Regions from separate parts of the Hordeum vulgare genome. Here region 2 is linked to region 1. Evidence: chromatin contacts called from public Hi-C data. All regions are on one chromosome and are shown on one strand. The core of a region is the stretch at or near the end of the contact, and the rest is flanking DNA. Distances in the headings are between cores, read along the strand shown. Region 1 holds the start of LOC123448947 (L-ascorbate peroxidase 1, cytosolic). Region 2 holds the start of LOC123446613 (CD99 antigen-like).

Evidence for each region. Hi-C and Micro-C count contacts between places; a contact is called where the count stands out from the background.
Region 2: a contact with region 1 is called in a Hi-C map of seedling, with 2.7 times the contacts expected there. The contact joins the promoter of LOC123446613 here to the promoter of LOC123448947 in region 1. A contact is called at or near these places in 1 of 6 Hi-C or Micro-C datasets (seedling) and 1 of 1 datasets of contacts at active chromatin or transcription factors (embryo).

What each region holds. Positions count from the first base shown.
Region 1 is chr4H:458,344,451-458,350,807 of MorexV3_pseudomolecules_assembly, forward strand. LOC123448947 (L-ascorbate peroxidase 1, cytosolic) reads right to left here and starts at 4,725. Exons shown (of 9, transcript XM_045125999.1): 1 at 4,496-4,725; 2 at 4,220-4,394; 3 at 4,065-4,130; 4 at 3,168-3,216; 5 at 2,605-2,690; 6 at 2,431-2,510; 7 at 2,195-2,297; 8 at 2,047-2,105; 9 at 1,704-1,954. The coding sequence starts at 4,614. The coding sequence ends at 1,939.
Region 2 is chr4H:458,653,255-458,659,373 of MorexV3_pseudomolecules_assembly, forward strand. It overlaps LOC123446613 (CD99 antigen-like), which reads right to left and starts at 4,343. Exons shown (of 1, transcript XM_045123187.1): 1 at 3,748-4,343. The coding sequence starts at 4,309. The coding sequence ends at 4,007.

The DNA.
Region 1 (6,357 bases), core at 3,475-5,974:
CCCTTAGGTACCGATCTCATTAAAAAAGGTTGAAGAGAGTTGTTCGGTTAATAATCGGAAAACCGGACTAAAACCGTCACAATGCGCCCACCACGACAAGGCACACAGGGCGACCTGGCAACCTACACAAGAACGCACACACGCTGCCTAGGGGAAGAGCTCCGTCGAGGTTGTAATCCGGCGTCATCGTCACCACGCCTCCGCGAGGGCGACTCCGACTTCACCATCGACGACCACCGACGTAGCCTCCACCGCAGACAAGCGTAGAGGCCTGCGTCGGACAACGCCAAAAGTCCACCACACGCGCCGGCGACCAGGCAGCTTCGACTCAGCCGACGAGCATTGAAGGAAGAAAAACACAGGACCTGCGTCGAGCTAGCGCCAGAACCGACCACCCGTCTTCACGTCATCGTCGCCGCAAGGATCCCCCTCAAACAGCTCCGACTTCAGAAGACAAGAGAGGCACGTCGACCCCTCAAACACGCCGGACGAGACCGACTACCAGAACCCAACAGCAAATCCTTCTCCGCATGAAGGGCCCATCGTTGTCGCACAAGAAGCCGCGCGGATCATCCACATTGCCGGACGAGCCCCAGCCGATCGCAATGTCACGAGCGTCTAGCCCCTGGAGAGTGCAATCGAAATCCAAAGCTCTTCAAGACGATGCCCCCAAGGAGGAAGCGACGATGCCGACGCCGTCGTCCGGCCCAACTCGGCCTAAGGTTTTCACCCGAAGAACTGGATCCGAGGGTGTGTAGGGAGAGAACTCCTCAACGATGCCTCCAAGAAGGTGAGACGACGTCCACAGCCGCCGCCACCGCCGGCCGGCAAGCTTTCGCCCGAAGCACCTCCCAACACCACAACCCCACGCACAGCACCTCCGCTAGCCCACACGCCTCCCACGAAGCCACCGCGCCAGCGGCACCGGGGAGCCACCAAGCACGTCCTCCACGCAGCACCGCAGCAGCCCCAGCGACACTGCACCTCTGAAGCCACCATGACCTAGGCCCGAGCACCACCAGATCCAGATGGGGGTCAGCCGCAGCCGCTGCGGAGGTAGCACCACTGGACGGCGCCCTGCCCTCCAGCCCGCTAGAGGACCCAGCCCGGGCCGGAACTCCGCCGCACCACGCCGCCACCGCGGGACCCGCAGCCTGGACCATCACCAACCCGAGCAGGGGAGAAGGCGCGCGGAGGCCCAGCCCCGCCAAGCCGTCCACGCCGCCATCACCGAGTCGCCGCCCCAACGCCCAGCCTCGCCGAGCCGCCGCCCCGACGCCCAACCTCGCCGAGCGAGCCGCGCCGTCTAGGGCCGGTCCCGGGACGCATCCACGCGAGAGAGGCTCGCCGCCGCCGGCTGCTGCACAGGCTTTGCCCGACAGCGACGCCCGACGGCGGCGGCAGCGATGCTAGGGGACGCTCGGGCCGCTCCCCTGGAGAGCGTAACTAGCTTGTTGGCTTTTTCCTAATACGAGTCAATTAGGGATTGCTGTAAAACCATCAAATTGGGCTGCTGACAATGTGAAGGGTCGGCAAACAACAAGAGCTATTCCAACTATGCGCTTTTCAATATTTTTTATCCTGTAACGTATCCTATCCTGTAACGTATCCTAAGCAATATAGCAACTGATAACGGCCAAACTAAACCAGGAGAAATCAAGGGCATCGAATAAATAAAATGCACATAAAGATCATGCGCAAGGTACCATGAAAAGTCACTACTGCAATTCATTTCATACGATAGATTTATGGCATCAAGGCAAACCGAGTACAACGGCACACCAAACCACTGACAGCGTTCAAGGTATGGCCTCAAGCCAACAAACATTATTACAGAGATGATTACTTAGCAGTCTGCGGGTTCACACTGACCCCTAGTCTAGACGCAGAACAAGATCACCCTGGTCGCGCATAGTAGCAGCAGTAGTAGACACGCTCTTAGGCTTCAGCGTACCTGTAATCACAGTTAACAAGGGTAACTGATAAGACAGTCGCGTTGACGAAAGATAATATCAATGCCCGAGAGAATACAAGACGACCACTCACCCCAGTTCGGAGAGCCTGAGGTGTGCCTCCTTGTAGTCCTCGAAGAAAGCCTTCTCATCCTACCAGAATTAACGGGAAAATAATAATCAGCATCCTGGTGCTGCTTATCTCTACAACCAGTGGAAGTGGACGCTGATGGGAGACATACCGCAGCATATTTCTCCACAAGAGGGCGGAAGACAGGGTCAGTCAGCAGAGTTTTGTCACTTGGAAGCTGAAGAAGTCCCTCTTTGTCACCACTCAAAAGCTCCCTGTGGCAACATAAATACAGATTCACTATTTAATCACCAACAAATGTCGCACCATGCCGAGAGCGTATGTAAGGTTACTGGAGATCGGTCATAAGAAAGAAAGAGAAAGACATCCACAGCTCAAACAACTTACGTGAAGTAAGAGTTGTCAAACTTCAAAGGGTTCCTTGTCCAGGGTCCCTCAAAGCCAGACCTCTCCTTGTGACACCTTCCCTACAGAAAAAAAAAAAAAACTATGTTAATGCGTGCATACAACGATCCAGGTAAATAATATGAAAGCAGATTTGAGCAAATAGACAAAACTAACCAGGGTGTGACCACCAGAGAGGGCAACAATATCCTGATCACTCAAGCCCATCTGCTTCCCAAAGACTTGCCTTAGGTGGTCAGAACCTGCACGAACAGTAAGGAATTGAAATCATTAGTGAACAACAGTGATTTCTTGAGCTACAGGACAATCAACAAAAAAAGTCATAAGTTAACCATCAGCTGCCTCCATGTGACCAAACAGTATATGGATGGATATTTAGATGCACATACACACAATGTCACAATTGCTGAAAGGGGAAAACTAGCATAGACTGGACTGCACAAATTCTATACATGTACATAATCAATACTTCATATATGTGTGAAACAGAATATGGTTCAACTGTGTAGTTTATGGAAGAAGCCTTCTTTAGTGAGCAAACGGATATTGGAAAATAAGTAAGCAATCAAAGCAAGATTACCATTTACAATCATTTCACAACAGTATTAACTCTTTCTTTCTTTTTTGAGAAGACAACAGTATTAATTCTTAATATTTGTTTCATAGTGATTACTTCTTTTCTATTGGAAGAAAAAAAAAATGTAAGGTTGGAATGGTACCCTTGGTAGCATCAGGGAGGCGACCCTCTGGTGGGGGCTGAGGCTTGTCCTGTAAAAGGCACAGGTTAAGTTAAAATGTGCTCAGCTAAGCAATTACAAAAAATAAAAGACTATAACCAAGAGTACTAAGTACATGTGCACATCGATTATCATACTCCTATATCATAGCGGAAGTGTCAAAACTGCTAGGCTCAAAACTTAACTTTACTGTACGGTCTTCCTGACTGCACGCAAAAAAGTTTTAACTATAATAAAAATAAGATTAATTTTGTTTTCTTGGTCATTTCTATTTCATTGAAGCCTGCAATGACATTACCATCAGGAACATAGGAACCTCACCCATCCAGAGTTATTCGTGGCAGGAAGCTCTAACAGCATAATTCTACTACAATTTTGGTAAATGCTTGTTGCACAACTCACACAAGAATGTGAGCCAACAAGAACTAATACCTAGACAAGAAACATTACATATCACAGAATTTGAACTGTATTACGGTCACTAATTAATTGTCGTACATTTGAGGATATTATATAGCTCTAAATTTGAGATAGCAAGCATATAAGTCAAGATAGCACAAACGTTGCCGCCCACCAAAACCACTTGATTAGGCCGCGCGTCAGGATCAACACATACGCTGGTGGTATCAGACAACTCCGTGGTGTTCCACGAAATAATAAAAAATATATGTTGTGCCAAACAAATTAGCCGGCGGATATAGACTAATGTGGTACCAAGAGCCACCAACCCAAACACGAAATCACATGATGACAACAATACTGCTTGCTAGTGAAAAGCCTTTAAACTCGGCTTCAGCAACCTATCCACACCGTTCCTGCCTAAAACCCTGACACAACTGCAAAGAAATTTTGTATTGGTAAAGGTTGAAGAAATCTCACCTCCCTCCCTGGGTGGAAGGGGATCACGGGTCCACCGGACACCTCCACGGCGACAACTCCCGCAATCTACACGGAGGGGAAATGAAACATCAGAAACCACATCCAGTCGACCGAATCGGGACCGTCAACCAGATCTAACCGAGCGCGCGCCGAACCTGGTAGAGATCGGCGTAGGAGATGGTGGGGATCTCCTCCTTGATGGGCTCGAGCATCCGCACGGCGATGTCCAGGCCCGCGTTGGCCGCGTGCGCCTGCTCCGCCGGCTTCTTCATCGTCCCGAACGGGCCGCCTGTCTTGGACGACACGTCGAAGGTCCCAGCCGAGTGCCACCTGCGCGAGGAAGACCGCATAACGCGACAGATCAGGCCATGAAGAGAAAAACACCCCGCACGCGCGAGGGGAGGTGAGGGGAGGCCGGCCGGGGCGCTTACGCGAGGCGGAGCATGAGCGGGGAGCAGTTCTTCTCGGCGATGAGGGCGCGGAGCTTTTGCCTGGCCTTCTCGACGGCCTCCAGGTACTCGGCGCTGACGACGGGGTAGCTCTTCACCATGGCTGCCGCGGCTGAGAGTCCGATCAGGCGGGGAGGGGAGGGGATGGCTAGGCAGAAGGAGAACTGGCGGAAGAAGACAGCGAGGCGTATGGGGCGAATGGAAGCCACGCTCCCCCGGGGGTTTATATCGCCGGTGCAGGGGACAAGGGAAGGGAAGGTTCTGGGAGGGCGGCTCTCGGCCGTTGATCTGGGGCGATCGGGCGGTGCGAATGGCGGTCCATTTGGACGCGCGTGATAGGCACGCGAGCAGCCATGGCCAAGTGGGGGGTAGGAGGGAATCGGCCGTGCAGTTACGATTATGCCCCTGCTTTGCGGCGAAAGGAGGAAGGTGGTGCGGCTGTTCTGGTCATTTCGCTGGGAGGCCCGCGCTCTTCGTCTGCGAGTAAACGGCGACGGTTCACGGCTTCGCGGGCTGGTGGGACACGTGGCGTGAGCCGGTTGGTATGGAGTGGACCCGGGTCCGTCATTGCTGCCTCCGGTAACGCACGCTGTCCCGCTGTTCCCGGCCCAGCCTCTCGGGTAGTGTGCCTGGCCTCATCCATCCGCGTCGGCCTCCCATCAATGTTTACCTTTTTCAGTTTTCGCCGCGTACTAGTGTAAAGTTGTGTTCCTTTTCTTTTTTTTCTTTTTCTCTCGTGTGCAGATTTTAGTGCATATGAGATTCACAAGACTACACAACTGGTTGCACGTCTTTTTTAACACAATACAGATGCAAGCGTTTATATACATACACATATATTCATTTTTATAAATATATACACGTACATCATATCTTTATGAACACCTCAGAAGTCTGAGCTGACATGTCATCTTGAGATTTACGAAGTCACCGTAGACGCGTCGTCGTCCACGGTAACGTTTCCTTCCAATGAAAACGTATCGTCGAAAATCCTGAAATTGATACAGGAATAATGCAAGCACCAGAACTTTAACCGTGATGAATTAGGAATATCACGGTCCCTTTAACCATTCAACCAAAGATTGGTTTGCAACTGGTTGTAGGTCTAGCAATGCCAAACTCCAAAAGACCCGAAAACATTCATGAAAACGAAACTCCAAACTCCAAAGGATCACTCGAAGAATACGGATACTTAAGGCTGCCATTAAACAAGCAAGATGAAATGCATGCAAACCAATCGATATTCATTAAGAGCAATTCCACAAAACAGCGATCAAAATGAACATGTGCTTTATCCGTATTTATTCGTTTAGATCGGTCTGGCAACCATTCGTTTGTAATTGTGTCGACGCTTGCGGCCAAATCGGCCATGAACCATTTTTGGGCGACCCAAGAAAAACATAATAATTTTTTTGAAAATGTAGAAATCATGAATTAAATATTAATGTGGGCCTTGAAGGTCAATGATAGTCCCATGAGTCCACATTACGTTAAACAGAAAATTTAATAAACAAAAAACAAGGAGGCGCGCTGCCCTAGGCGTCCTCCTCGCCGTTGTCGTCGAGGCCGGTGAGGTCGACGAGCGTCGGTGTCGGGCCAGCCCACAGAAAGGTCGTCTCCCAGGCGGCGGCGACATCGTTCGCATGTGATTGCATCGGCGCTAGCTGGGTAGCACGTCGCTCCTCCTCCTCCTCAGCTTCAGCCTCGCGCTCCATCAGCTCGATCCTGTAGGGCCTCTGCGCCATCCTTCGCCACCCGCCGCTGTCGTGAGTGCTCTAGGTAGGGCGCCTCTTGCTCCGGCGTCACACCCAACCAAACGGGTGGCACGCTGACCCACTCGCGCA
Region 2 (6,119 bases), core at 3,093-5,592, 310 kb after region 1:
GAAGAAGCTCCATGCTGATGGATCTTTAAACCCACTCATTTTTGTATCGTTTGAGACATGCGAACCATGCCTATTGGTGTAAACGCATGAAGAAACTCCATGCAGATGGATCTTTTGGACTCACTTGATTTTGAATCACTTGAGACATGCAAATCATGCCACATGGGCAAGATGCCTCAAGGCCTCGTTTTCTAGTAAGATGGAACGAGCAAGTGACTTATTGGAAATAATACACTTTGATGTATGCAGTCCAATGAGTGTTGAGGCACCTAGTGGATATCATTATGTTCTTACTTCATAGATGATTTGAGTAGATACAGGTGTACTTACTTGATGAATCATGAGTCTGAATTATTGAAAAGTTCAAGCAATTCAGAGTGAAGTTGAAGATCGTCGTGACAAGAGGATGAAATATCTATGATGTGATCGTAGAGATGAATAAGTGAGTTGCGAGTTTGGTATACATTTAAGACAATGTGGAAATTGTTTCACAACTCATGCCACCTGGAACACCATAGTGTGATGGTGTGTCCAAACATCGTAGCCGCACCCTGTTGGATATGGTGCATACTATGACGTCTCTTACCGAATTAGCACTATCGTTATGGGGTTATGCATTAGAGGCAACCACATCCACTTTAAATAGGGCACCATTTAATTCCGTTGAGATAACACTGTATGGACTATGGTTTGGAGAAACCTAAGCTATCGTTTCTTTAAAGTTTGGGGCTAAGATGTTTATGTCAAAAGGCTTCATCCTAATAAACTTGAACCCAAAGCGAATAAATGCATTTTCATAGGATACCCAAAACAGTTGGAGAGGGGGCTTTTTGGGGTTAGGGTTGACACCTACAGGGTCGCTCGCGCAAGCAATGCGGGAGGGGAAAGTGTCTTCTCGTTTTTATTGAGCATTGCCTGGAAGGTGTGCGAGGTGCACATACTTCCATTGATCTGCTAATTATTCTAGAGAGCGAATGAAACAACCTTTAAGGAGTTGGGCAGTTGCAAGATTTTGTCTTGGTGCTAGCATGGATAACTAATGATATAGTTCCACTCCTATAGTAGCTCATGGGTTCCAAAGTTGCAAAAATTCATCGAAGTGTCAATGGAGTTGTCGATGGATTAGCTAGGTTAAGTGGATATGCAGTATGAAAATGAAACTCATATGTATGGTGCAGGTGAATCATCATGTTGGCCAATATTATTGAATATGGGCTATCATGCTTAGTGAATGGGAAATAACCGCAAAAGAAAACTAGTCCCCGCAACGTCTGAACCGTGATCAAACCAAGACCCAAGTGTAGTAATTCATAGGCGGGCGAAGTACTTGCACGATAACAAAAACAACCATGAAAAGTTTTTTTAAGAAAAACTTTCAATCTATTCATCAACTATAAATGGATCAAAGCATCCATTAGATGGCGTTTCCTTGGGTTCCTAGGCGCTAGGGAAACAACCCTCTACCCAGCCATGGGGCTAGGGTTCCTCTTGCCTCCTGCCAGCATCGACGCCAGCCTGTCTCATCTCCTGTGGCCTTGGGGCCATGAAGCTGTGGTGGACCTCGGCCATTACTAGCAGGGGAGATTCGTTTTTGGATGCTTCCTTGAGCTTTCTTAGGCTTTGTGTCCTGCTCACATAGATGAGGCCATGACGGCTCTCTGAAGATGGAATAAGATTCTCCTCACCTATCCCCCGTCCCGGTGGTGCTTCTAGCATCATCGGAGGGCGTGTGAAGGCTTATCTTTGGCGAATCTCATGGGATCAGAGGGCGTGTGAAGATTTGTCCACGTGGATCCGGTCCTTATTCGTGTATGTTCGTGTGTCTATAAGTTGGATCCTTTCGATCTAAACATCTCTTCACCAATGGCGGTTGCTCTTCTCATGCGTTCATCCTATAAGGCCTTAGCACGATGACTTCCCGACCATCTACTAAAACACGTTTTGTCTAGTTCGAAGGAGGAAGGGGTGATGATAGTGGCGCACCTTTGGCTCGACACAGGGCTTGTAGTCGTCGCTAGGTGTCTACGAATCTAGATGTAATCTTTATTATTTTTAGTACTTATTGTACTATCATGATTGACGATGAATAGATCGGAAGTTTTCGTAAAAAAACTATCAAGAAAATATAGATAAGCGAGAATTAAAAAATATGCATTCAAGTCCGTAGACCATATAACGACGGCTACAAGCACTCAAGCAAACTGCTAGCTAAGTATAGTAAAACAAAACAAACCTTCTTTTATAAAAAAAGAGAAAAGATAACGCCCACAAGTGTGTCCGTTTGCAAACCGTCCACACGCATGGATAGTTGTCCGTTCGTGGTTGCACAATTTTGATAATTTTTGATAGATTTTTTATGCCACATAGGAAGGGGCTGGTGTGTGGACGTTTATCAGTTCGCCCATACGCATGTTTCGCGCACGCAGAGATCGCGGTTGCCAACCCGACGTGTGGTGAAACTCGTGTCGCGCCCGCATGCCTGTCAGTTGCCATATCTTTCTAGTATTACATGGCAACTAAGTGGAACTGTCGCGCCCGCATGCCTGTCAGTTGCCATATCTTTCTAGTATTACATGGCAACTAAGTGGAACTGTCGTGCCCGCATGCGTGTCACTTGCCATGTATTTCTAGTGTTACATGACAACTGAGTGGAACTATCGTGCCCGCATGCGTGTGAGTTGTCATGTCTTACTAGTGTTACATGGCAACTGAGTGAAACTACCGTGCCCGCATGCGTGTCACTTGCCATGTCTTTCCAGTGTTACATGACAACTGAGTGAAACTGTCACGCAGGGGCACGCGGGGCCTTAAGGTGGCAGGCCAGATGTGCGGATTGAAAGGGCAGAAGGTCGGACGTGTGAGTGTTACTGTTTTATCCACACGCAAACGTATGGATTGTTTCCCTTGCACACGATACAGGACATGTGGGCAACATGCATTAACGTCCACACGTGTGGTCGTTATCGCGACCCAAGTAAAAAAAGACGTACAAAATGAAACGATCTCACAAGAAAAGAAATTAGTGCAAGAAAAGAAGCAATTTTAAACAAAAAAGGCGAAGAACATAAATAATCACGCCAGCTGCAAGCAAGACCGGTCCGTTATGACACGTGAGCCAACACATGCTCACTTCGCTCAAAACAGCCCACGGGATAGGAATACCGAACAAACATCAGCGAATTGAGTCCACCTGTCTCCAGACTGCAGCAAATAAGCACAGAATGGCCCTGCTTGGCAGCCAATCCGTTTTCTATATTTTCTAACTCTTCACTGTTGAAGCTCGTATGGGATGAATGATGATCCATGCATGTGAGGTGAGGTTATTGTAATGTTCATCGGTGATCCGTACGAAGCTCGTGCGGAGCACGTGCGGTAGGGCGCGTCAATTTTGACATGTTCGAGATGTGGATTGGGGAGTCGATCGGGATAATGTAGGCAGACAAAACGAAGCTGGTGATCCTAGGTAAGGTTTTGCCTGACCATTTAATTCGTTCGTCGAGAAAACTAAAGAATGCCTAACGCGCCCACAGGGCCGGATGAACAGTAGATTCAGATGTATTCTTACACTAGACATACATGGATCAAGAAGAAGGCGCGCCATTAAACTGCCGATGCCTAAACCCTAATGGCTTAGAAGTCGATCGCCGAATCCATGGACGAGGGCGGTCGATCCACCACACCATCCATAGGTGATAGGTGCATGCACGAAAGAAGAGCAAGAGCAGGTCAGCAGCAGCAAGAAGAACAGACGGAAAATAAGCCATGGATGAGATCCAAAGCATTTCTCAGATGCCCGGCGCGGGCGACCCCCCATGAGTGCTTAATCAAGAGTTACAGAAGACACACACAACCAGAACCAGGCACAAACGCACGCCCGTTCCTATCTTTTTACTACTACCGGCGACACGCACAACGAGAGGCATTATTCGGCAGTCCAGTATAGCTGCGTAGACTCAAACTTAACTAACCATCTCGTCGTACGCACGCCGCGCGCCATGCTCGGTCGCTAGGAGCCGTTGCCGTTGCCGGTGTCGTCGTCCCCACCCCCGCCGCCGCCGCCGCCGCCGCCGCTGCCGGAAGTCGCGGGGCCGCCGCCGCCGCCGGTCAAGTCGGAGATGATCGTCTTGATGATGCTGCCTCGCTTGGGGTTCCGGTTCCCGTCGGGCTTCCTCCTCTGGCCCTGGCCCTGGCCGCCACGATCCTGCCCGTCCATGGCGTCGCGCGCGTGGAAGCAAGCCCCGGCCGGCCGACCCGGAGAAACGTGGGCGAGTGAACGAGTGTCTTTGTGTGGGAGTGGGTGCGTGCGCATGAGCTAGGGTGGGAGCTATGCTGCTACGGGGAGGTGGGCTTTGTAGCGCTGAATGGCATTTGTTAATTGCCAGTGCATTTTCATTTATTTTTTGGCTCTCACGGCAGGAAGTACTTTTTTTTTGGCAACCAATGGTATTAGCTTAACATGGGAGCTCTCTCGTACTAGCAGCACGATGCGTGTCTGTGTGTGTGATTGGATAGACAAGTGGATCGTGTATCGGGCTCCCCGCCTCACTCGCATCAACTGGGCGATATTATACTTGTAAAATCGAAAAGTTGGATTGCCTCTTTTTTTCCTTCAGAAAGTTGAAGACAAACGCAGAGGAAAATTGTAGCACTCCACTGCCCCTCTCCATGTCGGCCAGTCGAGTTTTGCGCCGTCCCGCGCGTCATGACGTGACGTTGTGCCGCTTACGTCATAGTTGATACGGGGTGTGGTGTGTATACGATTTCTCCCGTAAATACAGGGTATATAGCATTTGCCCCTCCAAGTATATGAATATATGGCCTGGGTTTGTGACGTGATTGTTGTGCATTAAGACTATAATTAGTGTGCGACGTGACCGGTTTCCCCATGACCGCCTTATCTCGTCCTGACGATCGATTTAGCAGTTCGAATGATCATAATCTACAACAATTCTAGTCCACAACTGCTACCTTGTCACCTTGTCACTCCTTAATCGGCAGGCAGAGTTGTTTGCTGTGCTGTTACTGTCGACTACTGTCGTACGTTGGTGACAACGGTCGGACGCCCGCACGTGGCCATGAACGACTTTCTCGTCACGGGCTCCGGCTGTAGTGGGTCGGATCTAGACCAGCGGGATCCTGTGCGCGCAGAGCGACCGCCGCACGCATTTTAACTGGATCAAATAATGGTTGCGCGCCACGATATTTTGTGGAGCAGAGCGGGGTACCAGAAAGTCTAGGCCTCGTTCAATGGACATGCGCGAGTTGACAGATTGCAGAGGGTAAGAACGTGCCGCATTGCGTTCCATCGGATGGTGAGGTGTAGGACTGTGCATTGCACTTGGACTTGCCGGTTGTGTTACTAGGTTTGTACCACTGGTGAAGTATGAAGAGATAGAATAAGCGCCCGCGCGAACACACACACACACACACAGAGTGACGAGAAGCATAAGCAAGCTGGCGAGGACAGATTAAGGACATCCGCCAGGCAAAATAACCGACCGGTCGGGTGCATGCATCGACGACGTGGAGGCTCACAATAGGTACACGTTACCTGGCTTTCTTAGCTCCGAAGGCGTCCAAGAAATAAACTAAAGGCCTAGAGCCTGGGCCTACAAAGCAAACCATGGCAACGCGCAGAAGAGGCGGCCCACCTTTGATTGCGACGCTGGCCCGGGGTGCATGCATGATCCTGCAGCAAAGCAATCAAAACTAGAGTAGCTCGGGGAGTAGTCCAGTGCATCCGGCCGTAATTGCGATCTTCATTTCTCTGTCTTGAATCTATTTCAGGTCTTCTGAAATAAATTGTGACGTTAGTATTTGTATTTTCTGAATTTATTTCAGGTCTTTCAATGATGTGTTTTCAATAAAAAGATATGAGTGTATGTTCCTGTATGTAAGAGCATACCGTCTGCGCTTGCTGCAAGACTGCACTGCATGTGCGCATCAACACCAAATGAATTCCACTCCACTGGATTCGAATCCCACCCAAACTGTGTCTTATTCTCCACGTGCAAATTGGGGCCGCCCGAGTAAATGTCATCGATCTCTAATCAAACGTTAATGATCAACGTGCAGTGACACTCGGCACAAAAGCACAGCACGCCACGAAGACCGTGACT